Regions from separate parts of the Mus musculus genome. Here region 2 is linked to region 1. Evidence: chromatin contacts called from public Hi-C data. All regions are on one chromosome and are shown on one strand. The core of a region is the stretch at or near the end of the contact, and the rest is flanking DNA. Distances in the headings are between cores, read along the strand shown.

Region 1 (4,829 bases), core at 672-3,171:
ACGCTGGATAAAACTGCTGGATTAATTAGTTTCAGAGACCTGAACAAAAGGAGCAAGCTCCAATCCAGCAATCCAGACCTAAAGAAATACGCCCAGTATTAAATTCGATGTCAATAACCAAGTGTAAGGCCAGTTGAATGGCTCGATGAGTGGATGCACACAATCTTGAAGCCCTAGGACCTGTTTGCTGAAAGGAGGGAAAACCAACTCCTGGACGTCTTCTGCTGACCTCTCACGCCTAGATTCTCTCCCCCTCCATTCTTCCCCATATACACATAAAACAAATAAATAAATGCTTTAAAAAAAAAAAAGACTCAAGTACAAGTAGGGCAAGATGGCTCAGTGGGTAAAGGCACTAGCTTTTAAACCCGACGACCCGACACACTGACACACATGGTGGGAAAAGCAGCACTAAGTCCAGCAAGATGCCCCTAACCTCCATCACACACACACACACACACACACACACACACAACAATTCAAGTGCAAAGATCACGTCAACTGGGAAAGAAAGGAAGCAATCGCCATGACCACCCAAGAGGGAACCACCAACAGACTATGGGGAACACCTATGACACTCTGGGAAACAATCTACAAAGTATAACTAATTGGAAAAAAAAAGTTCCGAGAACATAAAACGTGATTTCAATTAAGCTAGACAAAATATTTTAAAACAATGCACAAATCTTCAAGAATTCATCATATGCCTGCGACCTATACAAGTTTCAGTAAGTATTTGTTGATTGAAAACGCACATGAAGAAAAGAAAAACAGACCTGCTTTTCATGTTAAATATTCTACGCTGTTTGCATCTCTAAGAGGCTGCATTAATTAACCCCCTGTATTATTAAATGAATGCCTTCAAGGTACAGGACTTGGATGTAGACCTTTTGAGGAGCATTAGCCAGGCATTAGCGAGGTATTAGCACTCCCAGGAGCAACTAGAGTTTTTATACAGCAAGCCCACGCTCAAGAGCTCTTTAATAAGGACCGGGGAAAGTTCTGGGCTCGAAATCGTTGTACACCAGAGGGCTAGTGGCACCCTTGATCTAGAGGGTTTTCCTCCCGGGTTCTCAGGGGTACGTGTCCACAGTCACGAGCCCTGGAGGAACCGAGGAGAAAAGCGCTTTGAGCAGGTGCGTACACGCTGCGGTCAGGCAAAGGAAACTTACTTTCCGACTGGCCTCTTTGGCTGTGACCTGTCTCTCCTGTTCAGGCATCGTCCCCACAGACGCCAAGTTCTTCCTGGGATCCATCCCCGAGCCCAAAGGTCACCTGGTTGGGGGGAGGGAAGGGCGACTTTACAAGCCAGGGAGAGGAGGCGCGAAGAAGCGCATCCGTGGTTCCTGGGGAACACAGGGCTCAGATCTCCCAGCCCCGGCGCTGCGGACTACGGACAGCGAGGTCCGCGGTGCGCTGCAGATAGGGTGCAGCGAGGACCACAGTCTCAGGACGCCCGCTCCAGCGCAGCCCCCTCTCCACCCCGCGCCCCGCTACTGCGGCCGCTGGGGACTCGCCGACACCTCTGAAAGAGCGGACTCTGTACTGGAAGATTAGCTCGTCGCCCGCCCGGACCTCCCATTGGGTCCCAACCGGCTGGCAGCGCCGCGGTGGGGGCAGGGCTGGGCGCCCTCAAGGGGGCTTCCAGACGGGAGGGGGGGGAGCGAAGTGGGCGGGGCGAGTGGGGTGGGAGGGGCGAGAGAGCCGGCTGTCCATCACAAGCCACGCCCCACCACCGCCACCGCAGCGGCGTGGCCCAAGTGGGATGGGCCCGTGTGCGCCCCGCCTGTGGGAAGCGGCTATTAGGCAACCTGCAGGAAGGCGTGTAAGCGGGGGGCGTGGCTAACGGCACACGCTTCCTCAGGAGCCAATAGGATAGAAGAACAGGCAAGCGCTTCCGGGCTGTGAGAGGGGAGGGTGGGATAAGATGGCGGCGGACACTGGGAGCTGGTGCGTGTACGCCGTGCTGCGGTGAGGATCTGGTGGCCTGAGCTCACGAGGGCGTGGAGGGTTTGGAGGCAGTCCAGATAAAGTCTGTAGAAGCGCTTTCTTCGTGCCTCGGTTTACCTCGGTTGTTTCGCATGCCGATCAGCTGTTTTCCTTAACTGGCTACCTGCTGCTTCGTAAACCAGTTGGTTGACTCTCTGCTACTTGACCATCTGTTGATTTCTTCTTTCCTGGTTGATGTTTAAAGTTGTAAATATATTGGTTTTGCCTTTGAGATACATATCGTTTCTTATGTAAGAATTACATAAAGTTGGTAGAAATAAACAGGAATGTTAACCACCCGGTGGTCACTACTATTGTAATAGTTCCATATTTCAAAAGTTGTTTCTGCCCTATGAAAGCCTACCTAAGTTCATATGTGTTTTTGTTCAGGTTGAACATTTATAGCTAGCGAAATAGCGTTCTGAAGAGCAGTGGATACATGCATTCTTGCCAGAGTTTGTATTACATCTTCCTTTCTGAGCTGTCTGCTTCAAGGTCTGTAGTGATTGCTAAAAATATGAATAGGCTAGTTTGTTCTAGCACATTCTTGGCCTTTTCCCGATAAATGGAATGCTGCCAGCTCTGTACAGTGTACATTGTCATGAGTGACTTTCTGCATTATAATGGTCATTGATAAGTAATTCAAAGCTTTGGATTACAGTTACCTTTCTTCCAAGCATTTGGTTTAAATATGGGTATGTATTGGCTAGGAATCAAGTGTTTACCTAACATCTTTGAGGCCCTGAATCACCAGTCATCACCACTAAGGGGAAAAAAATTAATTTTTTTTGTTTTTTTGTTTTGTTTTGTTTTTGTTTTTCGAGACAGGGTTTCTCTGTATAGTCCTGACTGTCCTGGAGCTCACTTTGTAGACCAGGCTGGCCTCAAACTCAGAAATCCTCCTGCCTCTGCCTCTCAAGTGCTGGGATTAAAGGCATGTGCCACCACCGCCCGGCACTTTTTTTTTAAATAATTTTTTTAGCAGACTTAGGAGCTACAGAACTTAATATTAAGCAAGTGTGTAAAAAGTAAACCTTAGTTTGTAGCTGACTTTTTAAATTGACAACAGGTTGATTTTCACCTTTTATTTATCTCAGGTTTTTCTATTCACTCTTCTTTCCTGGACTGATGATATGCGGAGTTTTGTGTGTATATTTGGTCATTGGCCTTTGGGTTATCAGGTGGCATCTACAGAGAAAGAAGAAGTCTGTGTCGACCAGCAAAAATGGAAAAGAACAAACGGTGGTTGCATTTTTCCATCCATACTGTAATGCAGGTGGCGGAGGAGAGAGAGTTCTGTGGTGTGCTTTGAGAGCCCTGCAGAAAAAGTAGGTATGCATCTTTCTTAGCTCAAACACAGCGCTACTGCTTGCTAAGATCATACTGAATTTTAGTTTCCACAGATTTCAGTGTTGCAGAGCTGTTATCCCAACTTACCTGGAGTCTAAAGTGGGAGGATTATTGGAGCCCAGGAGTCATAAGCCAGCCTGGGCAACATGAGAAGTACCTTTTAAAATGGGAATTTAAAAAGAAAAAAGAAAAAGTTAGCTTTTAAAACATGCTTTTATTTCTCAGATGAACAAAACCTGTCTAAGACTAGACCCTTCAAGACCCCATCCTAGGCGGAGAGGAACTCACAATGTCCCTTTAGTGAAGTGCTAACGTCAGTTAATGCTTGCTGGAGATGGGGGACTCATACTGCTTTGTGCTGTAGCCACTTGTAAGTTGCCTTTGTTTAAAACTCTCCCCCTGGGCTCACACAGGCAACCCTAATTAAATGCCCACACACCAGAAAAAGACAGGGAGGCAGGAGAAAAGCTTGCTGGGAAGAAGAGATTTGCTGGGCTGGGGAGGATGATAAGATAAGGGGCACAGGATATAATCTGAGCGCATGGTATACGTGAGAGCAAGTGGGGGTAGCCACATCATGAAAAATAATTTACTTGTTTTTGGTTTTATTGAGGCAGGGTCTCAATCTGTAGCTCTCTGGCCATCCTGGAACACACTCTGTAGATCAGGCTGGCCTCAAACCCACTGCCTCCCAAGTGCTGGGATTAAAGGTGTGCACCACTATGCCCAGCTGAAAATAATTTTTTAAAGAGTGTTAAAACATATATAAATCTCTGGGATCTATGTGAAACCTATCCAGGTGAGAACATAGTCCCAGATTCCCTTAGAGAAGCAACCTCAAATTATCTTAAGTGCAGTAATTTTCTTCCTTAGTTGGCATGCTTTTTTAATTGGAAAATATTTACAATCGTTACAAAAGAAAGAAGTATATAGTTTTGGGGGAGCATGCATGTGTGCTTGTGTGCTTGTAAATGTAGAGGCCTGTAGCTGATAGTGGATGTCTTCCTCAGTTGCTTTCTACTTTTTGTTGAGGCAAAATCTCTAGCTAAACCTGGACCTCGGGATTTCGGCCAATCCAGCTAGGCAGCTTGCCCAGAAATCCACTTGTCTCTGCCTTCCAGAGTGGTGGGATTACGAGTGGCTGCCACTTTTATGTGGGTTTGGTGTGTAGACAGTGGTTTTCACACTTGGTGGCGTGTGCTTTACCCACCGAGTCATCTCTGTGGCCCAAGTCTGGCATTGTATTATTTTAGTAATCAGGGTATAGTTATGTGTGTATGTTACCTACAGTGTGTTTAAAAGAATTTGTTATATTAGAACTAGTTAAGTAGCTGAGGAAGTCTGAAAATTGATGTAGCAAGGAAACAATATGTAAATAACTGTACTTCTTAATATGGAAATTAATTTTTTAACGATTTTATCTCTTTTTAGTTTATGTATATTAGTACCAGCATGTATGAGTCTGTGATGTACATGCTGTGCCCACAGAG
Region 2 (4,829 bases), core at 1,458-3,957, 5.2 Mb after region 1:
TTTATAATAAAGTGGGGAACGTAATTATCTTCCCTGAGTTCGAGGAACTGCTATGGCATATTCTTCAGGCCAGAGAAGCAGTGTTGTGGGCAGTCAACTGACAGCCGGCACTTCAAAACACACAGGACACAGTCTCCACTGGGAATTGGAATCTGAAGTCTTCTGAGAACACTGGCTCCAGACAGGCAGTGTCAGACCTGGTCTGGTAGAGCCCTTGCAGTAGGATAACTTTGCTCTTGTGAGAAATCTCCTCTTCCACATCTGACATGAGAAGTATGTGCGACCTTGTCTGTGAGGGGGGTCTCCCCCCACCCCCTCCTCTTTCAGACAGGGTCATATGTTCCAGGCTGCACTTAAATTGTGTTTTATAGCGCAGGATGACCTTAAACTTCTGATCTTCCTGCTTATATCTCCCAAGTACAGGGAGAACCAGTATTGGCCACCGTACCTAGCTTCTTACATCCATTAAATATTTTACACTCCTTTATTTTGTGTGTGTACATACGGTGCATGTAAAAACATGTTATGGAGCTCATGTAGAGGGAAGAGGTAATTTTATGGGAATCTGTTCCCGAGCTCTCATAGGGATGAAACTCAGGTTAGATTTGGCAATAAGTACCTTTATCTGCTTGGTCATCTCAATCCCCCATATCCTTTTATATTCCATTAGAAGACTTGATATGAATGAGTGCCTGCTCTGAGAGAGGCAGAAATCACCATAGGCAAAATGGGTCTGCAAGAGAAAGAATTGAGCAGGGAATTTGTAAGAAAACTCTAAAACGATCATTCTCAGGGCCATGTGGTTCGCAAAGCCCAGGAGGGAAGCTTATCTTCCCTGGAAAGCTACTCAATGGAGCTACCAAGGCAGGGAAACGGTGCTTACCCTCAGGCTCAGGTCCCTCCTAGCTGTGGCTGTAGGCTTGTGGGCAATCATCTTTAACTCCTCAACTTATCCAAGTGCCTTAGGGGTAATAGAACACTGTCTTAGTCAGTGTTCTATTGCTGTGACGAGATACCATGACCACTGCAACTCTTATAAAAGAGCACATTCAATTGAGGTTTCTTGCTGTTTCAGAGGTTTAGTCCATTGTCATCATGGCAGGGAGCATGGTGGCACACAGGCAGACATGGTGCTGGAGATGTAGATGAGAGTTTCTTATTTGGGTCTGTAGGCAGCTGTAAGAGAGAGCCACTGGGCTTGGCTTGGCCAATTTTTTTTTGTTTTTTTTTTGTTTTTGTTTTTGTTTTTTTGTTTTTGTTTTTTTGAGACAGGGTTTCTCTGTGTAGCTCTGGCAGTCCTGGAACTCACTTTGTAGACCAGGCTGGCCTCGAACTCAGAAATCTGCCTGCCTCTGCCTCCCGAGTGCTGATCCCCCAACCTTCCCTTCCCGAGTTCTAGGATTATAAGCTTACAAAGTGCCACCACGTTCAGTTTTTATGTTGATGCTTCGGATTTAACCGTGGACTTAGTGTATACGTGGTAAACTGTCTACCAAGTGAGCTGTGTTCCAAGCTTCCCCTTCCCCGTGTTTTTTTTTCTCTCTCTCTTTCACGGTTTAAGACAGCGTCTTAACATGTCTGGCCCAGGCTGTGCATCAAACTCGCCACAACCATGTCTGCCCTCAGCTTTTCTGTAATGCTCCTGTCTCAGTTTCTCTGAGCTAGCATGCCCAGCTTAAGTCTCTCTCTCTTCTTTCTGTGTCTGAGACAGGGTTTTGCTGGGTAGCACAGGCTAGAATCCTCCTGCTTCAGTCTCCTCATTGCTGGGACAAGTGTGGACCACTTGAATGCTGAACTTGGATGTTGGACTTTATAAACAGGCCCTTCCCTGAAATCGTAGTTCCAGGAAATCTGGGGCCTCTAGAACAACCAAACAAGGCAAAAAGCAAAACCCCTTTCAACATGCTTCTCCCAAAGGGAGGAAGGTGGCCCAGTGTGTTCTCTCAGGCCAGCCCGGACAACAGTGAGAACAGGGTTCTGGCCCTCCCTCGGCTGTCAACTTGGGATCCTCCTAGGGCTTCAGCCTCCTCACGGTCGGGATTATAGGCATTTCCTACCATATGGAGATTGATTGACACAGACACTGTAACCGATTGGACATGCATTTTCCCTTCCCTCCCTAGTGACTACCAGACAAAGTGCTGGAGTGGAACCCAGTCCAAGTACTATGCGGATCTTTGACCGGTTAACTCTAATCCTCCCAGCCCACAGTACGCAGAGCTTCGATCCTGCCCATTCCTCATCAGATTTATATTCGGTTCCTAGCTGGCTGGCTAGGTCCCTCTTACTCTTCCACTACTCCTTCCAAGTCCAGGAATGTGCGCTGTGCAGCCGCTGCTCTGACTCCTAAAAACTGTAAAACTGTAAAAGCTGTAGAAACGTTAAGAATGGCGAAGGATCAGCCCACCCTTTCTTCTCTGAGGATCGGCCTGGGATCGAGAGGTCACATCCTAATATAGAAAGCAGGCGGTCTGGTGCGCTGAGACGCTGCCACCAAATCGGAGAGTTCTGCCACCGTCATCCCTACCTAGATCTTCCCAGAGTCTCGGGGAGGAACCAGGGAACCCAAGGGGCCCACACTGGGGTTCCTGCACTGGAGAGGACAGAAGCTGCCTAGGTCAGCAGCTGGGGAACCACTTGCAGGCAGCGGGCTGGGGCTGGGTGGGGCCGGGCGGACCGCAAGTCTCAGGGGGCGTGGAGCCCAGGCGGAAGGGGCGGGCCGGGCACGAGAAGGGCTGGGCCGAGGTGCCGCGGGGTTGCTGGAGGGTCGTGGGCGGCGTGCAGGAGACATGTCGGCGGGCAGCAGCTGCAGCCAGACTCCCAGCCGGGCCATCCCCACTCGCCGCGTAGCCCTCGGCGATGGCGTGCAGCTCCCGCCCGGGGACTACAGCACCACTCCGGGCGGCACGCTCTTCAGCACCACCCCGGGAGGTAGGCGCTGGCCGGGGTCACGGGCGACCTCGGGGGGCTGGAGGATACGTCGGGATCCGGAGTCTCACGTGCGACGGGGAGGGCGGCATTCGAGGGGTTCGGTAGCTGGCCAGAACGGACGAGGGGCGTCGGGAAAGCAGAAGGGTCACCGTCTCGGTTGCTCGCCTTCTGGGTGTGGTGGAGCGTGGTCTGGAACCCGGCTGCAAACTGCCTGCATTATTAGCCTTTTCCTGGGAGATACGGCAGAGTGCCCTGAGCATACAGATAGGCACTCTGCCAGGACCACCATGTGCTTAAGGGCGACCTCTGTGGGTGTCAGGGCAGTTTGGGGTGGGACAAGATCAGGGAAAGAGGCTGGCCTGGAGATTAAGTTTAGTTGATCTCCCTTGGAATAAGTGACGCCTGCACACTTTTTTTTTTTTTAACCTTTCCGGAGGCAGCCCTCTTTGCTTTGGACACTCGCTCATTAATGGAGGCTGGACGCTGAGGGTGCTTCTCTGCCACCTGTGGCTTGTGTTAAGAGAGAGATTCCTGCAGGGGCGGCGTCTGGTGTAGTGCAGAACAACACGTTCCTCGGGCCTGGGGGGCAGGGCACAGCGTTGAACTGGCCCAAGTGGCGGAGGATGAGGAAGAGGAAGCTGAGTTGGCGCGGGTGGGGGCCGGCCTCCGGGAACCAGGCATTCCCAGCTTGCCCTGGAGCCCCAGTATAGACGCTGATGAAACCTACCCGCCTGTTTGCATGATGAAATCCTCGTGGCTCACTACTTCCCTCCCAATCCTCGCGCCGCTCCCACCCACTTTTGCGCTTCTCCCCTCCCCGGTCTCCTCCCCCAACTACTCCTCTTACAACTCAAAAACAAGAGGAATCCTGGCGCGGTGATGAACCTTGGGCTACTGCTGGCGCAGCCGGGCCACATGCCTATTTTCTCGGGCAGCTGTCCCTGCACCAGGGAGCACAGCCAGATCCCAGAACCAAGGCACCGATGAAGGGATCTTGGAGCTCAGTCAGTGTCCACTGGGTTCTGTGATCTTCAGGACACAGCACCAAGGCCTCGCTGCTTGAGCACGTGTCTGTTGTGCATCGTCATGCTGAGTTCCTACACTCAGCAAGAAGTAGCAAGCAGGGCAGGGGGAGAAAGCCGGCTCCCTCTTATTAGAAACGGCCCAAAGGAAAAGTTTTCTGCAGGCTTCTGGCCTCCCGTTACTGGAGTTCTTCAACCCCGCTGGCCACTTTTTAGTTCACGCTGTTGCCCCTTTGTCTTTTCGCAGAACTTTGTGTTGAGCACAAAGTTTCACAGAGAGTTGAGTCCTTTTAGGCGAGGTGTGAATCAGGGTGTATTTTTTATTTTTATTTTTTATAGGCACCGATACAGACCTAAAGGCTCTGGGAAACGTTTATTTTCTCTCTTGCCCGTCCCTTTCTGGATGAACAGGTTAGCTGGGTAGCAATAGCCAGTACTGTTTGTAATGCACTCTGATCCACTTCTCACTGTGGTCTGCGAAGTGTCCGTTGGCAGACCAGGTAGTTCCCGTTGTCTTTGAAGAGGAAGGGGTTTCCTTAGAGTGTAGCATTTGCTTCTTAACTGAAAGAAAGCAGTGTCAGGTCCCCAAAGCCAGCTGGCCCTTGTCAGATTTTTGTTGCTGTTGTTGTTGTTTGTGTGTCACACAGTCCATAGCTCGAGGAAAGACTTGCTTGTTTCTGCCAAAGCCAGTTAATTTAAGGAGTGGGATCTTTTCCCAAAGGCCATTCATTCCAGGTCGCCTCTGCTAAAGGGCAGAAGCTTGACCCATTTGCTCCAGAATGTTTCTCATCACTTAGCACCCCAACGAGATACGGAATCCGAGTGCAGAGGTCTACAGGGTGAGTTACGGGAGAGCCAGGGCTACACAGAGATCCT

What was found. A called contact is a pair of places that touch in the nucleus more often than the background predicts.
Region 2: a Hi-C map of muscle stem cells shows a contact between it and region 1, with 4 times the contacts expected there. The contact joins the promoter of Eif4ebp1 here to the promoter of Alg11 in region 1. A contact is called at or near these places in 1 of 39 promoter capture datasets (pre-B cells) and 1 of 484 Hi-C or Micro-C datasets (muscle stem cells).

What each region holds. Positions count from the first base shown.
Region 1 is chr8:22,058,800-22,063,628 of GRCm38.p6, forward strand. Alg11 (asparagine-linked glycosylation 11 (alpha-1,2-mannosyltransferase)) reads left to right here and starts at 1,922. Exons shown (of 4, transcript NM_001243161.1): 1 at 1,922-1,971; 2 at 3,087-3,317. The coding sequence starts at 1,928. It overlaps Atp7b (ATPase, Cu++ transporting, beta polypeptide), which reads right to left and starts at 1,275. Exons shown (of 21, transcript NM_007511.2): 1 at 1,173-1,275. The coding sequence starts at 1,256.
Region 2 is chr8:27,257,620-27,262,448 of GRCm38.p6, forward strand. Eif4ebp1 (eukaryotic translation initiation factor 4E binding protein 1) reads left to right here and starts at 2,708. Exons shown (of 3, transcript NM_007918.3): 1 at 2,708-2,931. The coding sequence starts at 2,790.